2 separate regions of the Mus musculus genome follow, and region 2 is linked to region 1. A link is a contact called in public HiChIP or PLAC-seq data. All regions are on one chromosome and are shown on one strand. The core of a region is the stretch at or near the end of the contact, and the rest is flanking DNA. Distances in the headings are between cores, read along the strand shown.

What was found. HiChIP or PLAC-seq counts read pairs in DNA pulled down with a chosen protein or histone mark.
Region 2: a contact with region 1 is called in an H3K27ac HiChIP or PLAC-seq map of embryonic stem cells, with 6 read pairs. The contact joins the promoter of Rfxank here to the enhancer-like site in region 1. A contact is called at or near these places in 6 of 39 promoter capture datasets (the 3T3-L1 cell line, the C10 cell line, hematopoietic stem and progenitor cells and 2 more), 1 of 15 datasets of contacts at CTCF or cohesin (large pre-B cells), 6 of 484 Hi-C or Micro-C datasets (CD4 T cells, the G1E-ER4 cell line, the N1E-115 cell line and 3 more), 9 of 115 datasets of contacts at active chromatin or transcription factors (the 230-238 cell line, bone marrow-derived macrophages, craniofacial prominence and 5 more) and 5 of 9 other capture datasets (adipose tissue, embryonic stem cells, liver and 2 more).

The regions. Positions count from the first base shown.
Region 1 is chr8:70,009,700-70,014,570 of GRCm38.p6, forward strand. Mau2 (MAU2 sister chromatid cohesion factor) reads right to left here. Exons shown (of 19, transcript NM_001376946.1): 19 at 4,828-4,871. It also overlaps the pseudogene Gm7730. Among named protein-coding and RNA genes, the nearest start is that of Mau2, 31 kb to the right of the region's middle. Within about 2 kb of position 2,907, at least 30 of the 459 cell types and tissues checked have an H3K27ac peak or open chromatin away from gene starts, as enhancers often do. A contact at or near this core is called in the G1E-ER4 cell line and embryonic stem cells, where this site is marked.
Region 2 is chr8:70,135,432-70,140,686 of GRCm38.p6, forward strand. Rfxank (regulatory factor X-associated ankyrin-containing protein) reads right to left here and starts at 3,766. Exons shown (of 9, transcript NM_011266.2): 1 at 3,490-3,766; 2 at 2,598-2,792; 3 at 779-859; 4 at 105-200. The coding sequence starts at 2,784. Gm45929 (predicted gene, 45929) reads left to right here and starts at 4,068. Exons shown (of 9, transcript NM_001310055.1): 1 at 4,068-4,341. Borcs8 (BLOC-1 related complex subunit 8) reads left to right here and starts at 4,068. Exons shown (of 6, transcript NM_001145552.2): 1 at 4,068-4,341. The coding sequence starts at 4,305.

The DNA of each region.
Region 1 (4,871 bases), core at 1,657-4,156:
GACATAATGGTCTAGGAATAAAAGAACATAGCCCTTAGGGCTGGCCAATTGGAGTTTAAGAGCAGCCCAGATGAAACATAATAAATAATAGCTCAGAATTATCGATAGAAAAGTAGACTCTTATCTGCCCAGGCCTAGTGCTGATTAAGGCTTATTATGAACATAAAAGTTGCATATGTCTCTTTTTTTTTTTTAAGATTTATTTATGTATGCCGGGCATGGTGGCACATGCCTTTAATGCCAGCACTCGGGAGGCAGAGGCAGGCGGATTTCTGAGTTCTAGGCCAGCCTGGTCTAAAGAGTGAGTTCCAGGACAGCCAGAGCTGTACAGAGAAACCCTGTCTGGAAAAGAAAAAAAGATTTATTTATGAATATGAGTACACCATTGCTTTCTTCAGACACACCAGAGAGAGCATCAGATCCCATTACAGATGGTTGTGAGAAACCATGTGGTTGCTGGGAATTGAATTCAATTCAGGACCCCTGAAAGAGCAGTCGGTACTCTTAACTGCTGAGCCATCTCTCCAGACCATGTCTTTTTGTTTGTTTGTTTGTTTTGTTTTGTTTTTCAAGACAGGGTTTCTCTGTATAGTCCTGGCTCTCCTGGAACTCACTTTGTAGACCAGGCTGGCCTCGAACTCAGAAATCCGCCTGCCTGTCTCCCGAGTGCCGGGATTAAAGGTGTGTGCCACCATGCCCAGCTCTTTTTTTTTTTTAAATCTTTTTTTTTTCTCAGTTCCAAAGTCTTTATTGTTTTAGAAAAGATGATCCATCCTGTCAGTGGGATGAAGAGCTCCGTCCAGAAACCCATCAGTAGTGCTGAAAAGGATTCTGGTTTCTTCATGTCTACTCGTACATCCAGTCATGGGCACAAGACTTGTAGTCGATCAGTTCTTCGGGCTTAAACCACAGATGGATCTTTCTCAGCACTCTCCACTTAATCACTGCCATGAATGATGTTCCTGCCAACTTGAATGCAGAAATCCCCACGGATAGTGCCTGGTTTTGAATCAGCTGGATTGGTCTCCCCCAGCATCACTCGGCCCGTTTTCACCACATTGAGCCCCTCCCAGACCATGGCCACCACGGGCCCCCGAGTTCATGTACTTCACCAGCCCCGGGAAGAAAGGACGGTCTTTCAGGTCGATGTAATGCTGCTTCAGGTGTTCTTCAGAGGCCCGAAGGAACTTCATGGCCACCAGGCGGAACCCCTTCTGCTCAATCATTTGATGATCTCGCCCACCAGGCCGCGCTGCACGCCATCTGGCTTGATGGCAATGAAGGTACACTCGAGGTTGGCCATGGTCCGAAAGCCGGTGGGTCAGCTGGTGTCTGCGATGAGCGACAGAAGCAAAGAGCTAAATCTTTTTTTTTTTTTTAATTTTATTTATTATATGTAAATACACTGTAGCTGTCCTCAGACACTCCAGAAGAGGGCATCAGATCTCATTAGGGATGGTTGTGAGCCACCATGTGGTTGCTGGGATTTGAACTTAGGACCTTTGGAAGAGCAGTCAGTGCTCTTAACCGGTGAGCCATCTCTCCAGCCCGAGCTAAATCTTTTTTTAAAAAATAGAATTATATGTGTATATGTACTCTGGCTGACTTCAGACACATCAGAAGAGAACATTGGATCCCATTACAGATGGTTGTAAGTCGCCATGTGGTTGCTGGGAATTAAGCTCAGGACCTCCGGAAGAACAGTCAGTGATCTTAACCACTGAACCATCTCTCCAGCACAAGTGTGTCTTTTATCCAGAAACTAAATGGTCTAAGGCAAGGTAAAAACACCAGATTGGGATTAAAAATTTCTACAACACATGTGAAAGGATTAGAGGAAGGTGGATTTGGAATGACCTGGTTGGAGGAGGTAGAGTGGGAGGAGAGAGAAAGCATCCATGAGGGAAGATGAATGATGCACACAAGGCTAGGAGAAACAGTATCTGGGGTACACTGCTGGGAAAGTAGCCAACAGGTAAAACAGTAGATTAGGGTTACCCCCTAGTAATTGTCAAAGCCAAATAAAATAACCATAGTCTGAGTCTCATTTAATTATAAGCTAGTCAGGGACAAGCTAAAGTTGTCTGTACACATCTCCTCCTTCTCCCATTACAGTATCCCATTTGCCTCTAAGTTTCCCCATCTACCATGTTGGGTCCTTGTTACATTTTGGGAGTTCCATGTCCCCTCAGTTGAAGAGGCACCTGCTGAGCAAACCTGATGGCCTGAGTGTGATTACTCAAGCCCATCTAGCAGGGCAGTGGTGGCACATGCCTTTAATCCCAGTACTTGTAAGGCAGAGGCAGGCAGATTTCTGACTATATGAAGTTAAGGTTAGCCTGTCATACTGAGCAAGTTCGAGGCAGCCTGGTCTACAAAGTGAGTTCCAGGACAGCCAGGACTATACAGAAAAACCATGTCTCGAACTCAAGCGGCAGAAAGCAGAGGGACTTTATGAAGTTAAGGTTAGCCTGTCATACTGAGCAAGTTCAAGCCAGCCTGGTCTACAAAGTGAGTTCCAGGACAGCCAGGGCTTTACAGAGAAACCCTGTCTTGAAACAAACAAACAAACCCTGAAGCCCATCTACAGTTGTTAGAGAATCAACTACACAGAGTTGTCCTCTGATATCTGCCACACACACTTCCTCAATAACAGTATATGTATTTCAAAGTTCCCTCTCTGAGGGAGGGGTCCGATGTGTCTAAAGAATTTCCATTTTCCCAGCGCCTTGGCAAAGAGCTGCTCTGCAAATGTCTATCTAGTCACGGAGGCAATATCATGCTGACACCTGGGACACCCTGGGCCTTTTCTTGGCTGATTTGGCAAGTCACAGGAAACTGACAGGCCCTGTGGAGGTCTTAGCCTGGACATGTCTGTGCTGAGGTGACAGCTCCATACTGCCACCCTCATTAGCACTGAGTCCCCTAGAATTTCTGGGATTGACTCAGGCTAGGGTTTGTGGCTTTGACACTGAAAAGAATTTTGTGACTAGCCAGTTTATGAATCACAGTTGTAGATTTTATTAAAGATATGTATCTTTAAGCTGGGCATAGTGGCTTACACCATTAATCCCCGGACTCAAGAGGCAGAAAGCAGAGGGACTTTATGAAGTTAAGGTTAGCCTGTCATACTGAGCAAGTTCAAGCCAGCTAGGGCTACATAGACCATGTGGTAATAAATAAATCTTTTAAAGTTTATTATTATTCTTATATGTATGCACATCTATGTGGGTATGTACATGTGTATGCAGTCACCTCTTGAGGCCAGAAGAGGGCATAGGGTCATGTGGAGCACTAGACATATATTGACACATACCTGTCAGCTCTCAAGTTACATCTCTAAGGTTGCTAAAGAAATTTTCCCCCCAACCCCCCTCTTAAAAACAGTTACATGTACTGGGCTGAAGAGACTGTTCAACAGTTAAGGGCACATACTGCCTTTCCAGGGGACTTGATTTTTGGCTTACAACTGCCCATATCTCCAGGGAATTTAATAGCCTCTTCTGGCTTTCTGGGGCATTGCTTGCACACACACAAATATACATATAAATAAAAATAGATCTTTAATGCTGGGCATGGTGGCACACACCTTAAACACCACTATTGAGGAAACACAGGCAGGGAAATTTTGTGAGTTTCAGGCCAGCCAGGGTTACATGGTAAGGCTGTTTGAAGAAAAAGAAAAAACAAACAAAAACCCTCTTTATTTATTATCTATTCATTTATTTTATTTTGGTGTTTGGAGACAGGGTTTCTCTGTGTAGCCCTGGCTGTCCTGGAACTCTGTAGACCAGGCTGGCCTCGAACTCAGAAATCTGCCTGCCTCTGCCTCCGCCTCCAGAGTGCTGGGATTAAAGGCGTGCGCCACCACGCCCAGCTTCATTATTATTTTGATGTGTGCCTGCCACACAGTGCACAGAGGTCAGGTAACACATTGCAGGAATCAGTCTCCTTCCTGCACCTTGTGGGTCAGAGGGACTGAATTCAGGGGGGTGGTGTTGTAAGTACTTTGATCCACCAAGCTCTTACAGGCTCCTTCTCGAGATAGTGAGGTGGCTCTGCAGAAACGTTGAATGGGAGTATAAAACAGTACATATACATGCCCATTCCCTGTAAATGAGATTCTGGGGAAATTCCAGATTGTAACTGGGAAGGAAGGAAGGGGTAAGCTCATAGTAATTGGACTGGAATTCTTGCTTGTCTACTAGGAAAAGGGTTCAATCAGATTCCAGAGTAACAGGTTCCTTTCCCTTCGCATGTCCTTCAAGATTTCCATGTCCTTCAAGATTTCCTTTTTCTTTTTAAACTTGTTGCCATATACCTTTAATCCCATGGCTGAAGAGGCAAAAGCAGGTGGATTTCTGAGTTCCAGGCCAGTCTGGTTTCAGGACAGCCAGACCACACAGAACACTGTGTAGGCTTAGTTTTTTCAAAACCTACTTTTAATAAGGGTTCTTAAATGCTTTAACCTTCCTTCTAGCCCACCAGAGGTAGTAGAAAGGAAAGGTTATTAGGATATCAGGGAAGTGGACCTGTTTAGAAATAGTTCTTTGGAGCAAATCCCTTCTGCTTGTCAGGATACATACCAGCAGTCCAGTTCAGTAGAATCAAGATTGCAAACATGAATCAGCAGTGGTGGCACAGCCTAGCAGAAATAGCCAGTCCTCAGCTGAACTGGCAGGAGTCAGTAAGAGTGACCAGGAACAGCAGGGATACCAAAGGTTCTCTGCTGTGCCTCTCAACAAAGTTAAGATCAAAGAAGCATGAGACCAACAAAGTGTTGCAAAGCTAGCTATGCAAGCCCCACCTCCCGAACTCCAGTCACTGTCCAGTTGAGTCATTTTTATTCTCTCTCCAAACATCTTGTGCTC
Region 2 (5,255 bases), core at 2,516-5,015, 130 kb after region 1:
GCTCTTGTGAGCAGGGTGGGCGGGGTTCAGGGGTCACATGAAGGGGAACATTACACAAATCATACATGCACACACAAGCCACTCTCACGCACAAGTTCCCCTACCAGACAGGCATGTGCAGGCAGGACACGCACCCTTCCGCAGATGATCCTTCAGTTGGCTCAGCTCCCCTTGGGCTGCAAGCTGGTGGATAGAAAGGGCTGGGGGGCAGAGACAGGCAGTGCTCACCTACTCCATCCCTCTCCAGGCCTCAGTTTACCCTGCTCATCCTCTCTTTGTTTCTGTTTTGAGGTAGGTTCTCATGTAGCCCTGGCTGGCCTGCAACTTGGTACATGTTTGCTCTGTGTAGCAAAGGATGACATAGAACTGCTAATTCTCATGAGTGCTGGTATGACAGGTATGCGCTACTATTCGCAGTATTACGAGGAGACTGAGATAGAACTCAGGACTTTGTGCATGCTAGCTGAGCAATCTACCAACTGAGCTACAAGCACTCTGACAACTGAGCTATAAGCACTCCATCCACTAAGCTACAAGTACTCTAGCCACTGAGCCATAAGCACTTTACCCACTAAGCTACATTCCCCAATCCCTTGTGGTCTTTCGTTCTTTCTTGTTTTTGTTACAGGATCTCATGTAATCTAGGCTGACCTCCTATTCTGTAAGTAGCTAGGAATGACCTTGAACTTCTGATCTCCCGCCCCAACTGCAGGGCCATAGAGCACCATGGAGCTTGTAAGGAATCCTCTAGACCCACCCCTACTTGAGTTCTACTTACAGTCCAGGGTGGCTGGCAGAGCTGAGACCTCATTCCCACGTTGCCGGTTTGTGAGGGTTGTGGAGTGCTTCAAGAAACTTCCTGCAGGAAGAGGAAGGGCTGTTCCCTGGGGTCTGGGCTTGTCCCAAGGGTGTCAGGACAGATGCTGCAGGCTCCAGGCTTAAGAAGACCACCCCTCTGATCTCCACGTGCACACCCACATTCACACAGACATTCACAGACATTAACCGTAAATTAATAATCTTCTTAAGTGAAAGGAAGATGAAGGGCCTGGTGGCACAGGCCACATTCCCAGCCTGGGCTACACAGGGAATTCCAGCTCAGTTGAGACCACAGAATGGAGCCCTATGGCAAAGGAACAGGAGGAGCAGGTGGGGGCAGAAGGGCTGTGGATGCAGTGTGGTGGTCCAGCACACACCAGAACAAGAAACAAGGAGCTGGAGATGGATCATTTGCTGGTCACGAGTGCTTGCTGCTCTTGCAGAGGACCCCTGCAGAGGTGGTTCCTAGCACCTGCCTGTGAGGAACCCCAGCCTCAGGGTACCTGATGCCTCTGGCCTCTGTGGACACCTGCACTGCTCACACACAGACGCTGGAGATGTGCCTCAGTGGTTAGAGCACTGGCTGTTCTGCCCTAGGACCTGGATTTGGATCATGATACCCACCCGTTGCCTCATAGTCTATGGTAAGTCCAGTTCCAGTGATCTAATGCCCTCTTCTGTGCCACACCACCTCCAGTAGGATCTGTGTGACAAGTTCCACAGACTGAGGCAATCGACCTACAAAGGGGGAGGCCTCCTGGAACCGGTTGTGGAACTCTTCGCTGGAGAAAAAAATATTGTTCTCTTGGCAACCTATCTGTTTTATTTTTTCTTATTCCTTTTCTTTTTTTTTTTCTTTGGTTTTTCGAGATAGGGTTTCTCTGTGTAGCCCTGGCTGTTCTGGACTCACTTTGTAGACCAGGCTGGCCTCGAACTCAGAAATCTTCCTGCCTCTGCCTCCCAAGTGCTGGGATTAAAGGTGTGTGCCACCACGGCCCGGCTCTTATTCCTTTTCTTATTTACATGTTCTTGGCCTGGTAGCCTAGGCCAAGATCTTAAATGAGAATAAGGGTAAGAAACCATCCCTAGAGATGGGGTCACTAGCATGACCTTATCCCCGGGGAAACCAACGCTTTACTTTCTAAATCATTTACAACACTATTATGATAGAGAAAAACTTTCCCAACTATAAAATTTCATGAGCCTGTGCCCTCTGAAAGAACAAGTTCTCTAAACAACTCAGCTGTCACTCTGCCCACCCCCACCACCCTTTTGAAGACAGGGTTCTCTATGAGGTCTTGGTGGTCCTAGAACTCCGGGGACTACCTGCCTTTGTCTTTTGAGTATTGGGATTAAAGTTATGTGCCAACCATACCTGGCAAATCTTTAAAGAATACACACACACACACACATATGTACACATACATATATATACACATATATATGTATATATTTTGGGGGGGGGTTGAGACAGGGTTTCTCTGTGTAGCCTTGGCTATCCTGGAACTCACTCTGTAGACCAGGCTGGCCTCAAACTCAGAGATCCACCTGCCTCTGCTTCCCAAGTGCTGGAATTAAAGGCGTGCGCCACCACGCCCAGCAGGAATATATATTTTATATATACTTCTACATACATGTACCATATTACACACACACACACACACACACATACACGACAATAAAAATAACCTAGGAGGGTGGAGGGGAAGAGTGATGAAAGCAGAGATGTGGTCTGGAACTTGACAGTCTCCCTCACCAGAGCCCAGAGTGGTTCTCACCCTGCAGTGAGGATGCACTGGCATCTGCTTCAGGATTCACAGCGTCTGGGGTGCAGGGGAACAGGCTGAGGACGACAGTGTCTGAGTTCTCTGGGGACTCATCTCTGGTGTCCTCAGGATCCTCTAGGTCAGGAACAGGAGGTTGCTGGTTTGGGACAAGGTTCTCTGCAACCTGAGTGGGCTCCATGGAGGAAGCTGGAGTGAAGAGATGACAGTAATTAGCCAAATCTCGTGGTCCCCAAGATGGCTCAGTTGGTAAAGGCGCTTGTCACCAAGTCAGATGACCCAATTTTGATTCCAGGAACCCACAGGGTGGAGGGAAAAAACTGACCCTGGTAAATTGTCCTCTGACCTCCACACCAAACCCACAGCACAGCCTGCCCACAAAATAAATGAATAAATGAGTTCTTATCTGGGGCTGGAGCTTGGTTAGGTGGGGCATGATAGTGCACACCTTTAGTCCTAGTACTTGGGAGGCAGAGGCAGGTAGATCCCTTTGAGTTCAAGACTAGCCTAGTCTAAATAGTGAATTCCAGGACAGCCATGGTCTGCATATTGAGCCTTGCTTTATGACGCCGGGAAAACTGTGGCTTTAGATAAATATCATTGTTAATAAATTAACACCAGAAGCCAAGGCAATAAAATGAGGGTTCTGGCAGCAGTCTGGGTTCCAATCACTTACAAGCTATAAAAACCTAGTCTATGACTAAGCTGAGCCTCATTCCCTCGTTAATAAGGTGAAGATGTAAGGCCTCAGAGAGGTCATATCAGAAAACATCATAGAGAGATACTAATGTCAAACTTATCAATGTCCCACTGTGGTTATTTGGGCCGGAATCCCCCAAAATGACTTAGGACTCAACAAAAGATGCGACGTGTAAGATCCACTCACCTCCCTCCAGCCTCCTCTGTGTCCCTACGCTGCCAGCCTTGGTCTTCCAAAACTCAGGAAGCTCTGTTCACAAACTTTTCTGGTTCAGTAGATCTCGTAAAGAGCAAGTTGGTGACCAGACGCTCAGTTCTCTAGCTTCCTCTCCTGGGACATAGAGCAGCAACTTAATACGCGACGACTACTCCTACTGGAAAACTCCTCCACTGCGCCTGCGCACCCTTGCCCTGCAAAAGTACCAAAAAATAAAAAATAAAAACCCGAAGCTGCTTCTAGCGCTTTAAGACTGGAGGGAGGAGCGTGGCTTCCGCTGAGGCCAATGGGTACAGTGGCGCATGCGCACGCTATCCTTCCTAAAGGGCTGAAGGAGCCTTAGACTCGCTGAAGATTTTATTGCGCGTGCGCTTCCCCGCCCCATGCACCGCCCCCTCCTGTCTGCCCCAATCGGATCCACAGACGGTGGGAGGGCGGAGCATTTGCCCCACGGGGCGGAGACACATGGGCGGGACTTGTCAAATTTAAAGAGACCGAATATTATTGTTACTTTGTCCATAACAATTTCCCTGCCCTGGTCCCTGAGAATTATCTGTACGTGTAGCAGGGAGTCCTTGACGAGGCATACTATAACATCAAGAAATCTCTATCCTCCCGACACGCTCGCATAGGACTGCCTCCTTCCGTCTATCTCGTGTCTGAATAGAAGTTACCTCGTAAGAGGAGCCAGCGCACAGGACGCCAGAACCCATACCTGAACGTTTAAACGTCTCAACCTCCCGACTTCCGCTTCCGGTTTCTGGGCTCTGCTGGCTGCCTTCACTATGGAAGAACCTGAGATGCAGCTGAAGGGAAAGAAAGGTGTTGCGGGACCCTAGAGGGGTTGGAGGGGCCTAGAGAGGGCAACGCGGGAAGGTACATGACAAAGAGCCGCCGTAGACCTCCCGGCCTGCGGGGTTCGATGGAAAAGGGAGGCCGGTGTCTCCCGCCGGGAGGTGTTGTGATGTATAATGATCCCGGGCAGGAAAAGGCTCTTTTCTACTTCTGAGATAAGGTCCCGGGATGTAACCCTGGCTATATTGGAACTCGCTGTGTAGACCGGGATGGTCTCAAACCTCTCTGCCTTCTGAGAGTTGGAATTAAAAGCAGAATCCATCCAGGTCCCTGCTCAGTGTAATGTGGTTTTTAGCCTGTGAATACGTAAAGGAGTATGTGGGCTTGGTGGCGCAATACTCTAATCCTCTCTTCTCAAGAGACAAGAAATTGAAGGCCAGTTTGGTCTGCACATTGAAACTCAAATCTCGAGAGAAGAGCTGGGGCTTTAGCTCAGTCGTAAACACTTTGACCAGCGCATTCAAAGCTCTGGGTTTGATCCCCGACACTGCAAAATATATTAAGGACCAGATAAGTAGATTATTTTCTTTAGCTGATGGGAGCCCTGCGTGGTAAGAGGAGTTGGTGTCATCTGCCACCATTAGCCTGGTCAGAGCTTGTCTGATACAGGAAGGAGTGGGGGATGAAGGGGACTGAAGTTGGAAGCAACAGGATCCTTGATGGATGGAGCAGGAAGAATAGAGATTTCCTGACTGGGAAAGCTGTTGGTCAAAGTCTACCCTGGGATGATGGTTTTGGTGCAGTTGACTTGTGGTAGGAACATGAGTTCTGGAGTAAAGGAAACAGGCTTAACAGGAACTTGAATGGATTCTGCAGAGGGCAGCCTTAGCAGGCATGTTTCTGGAACAGGGCCTGTGATATACCTCAGAGCTGTTCCCACA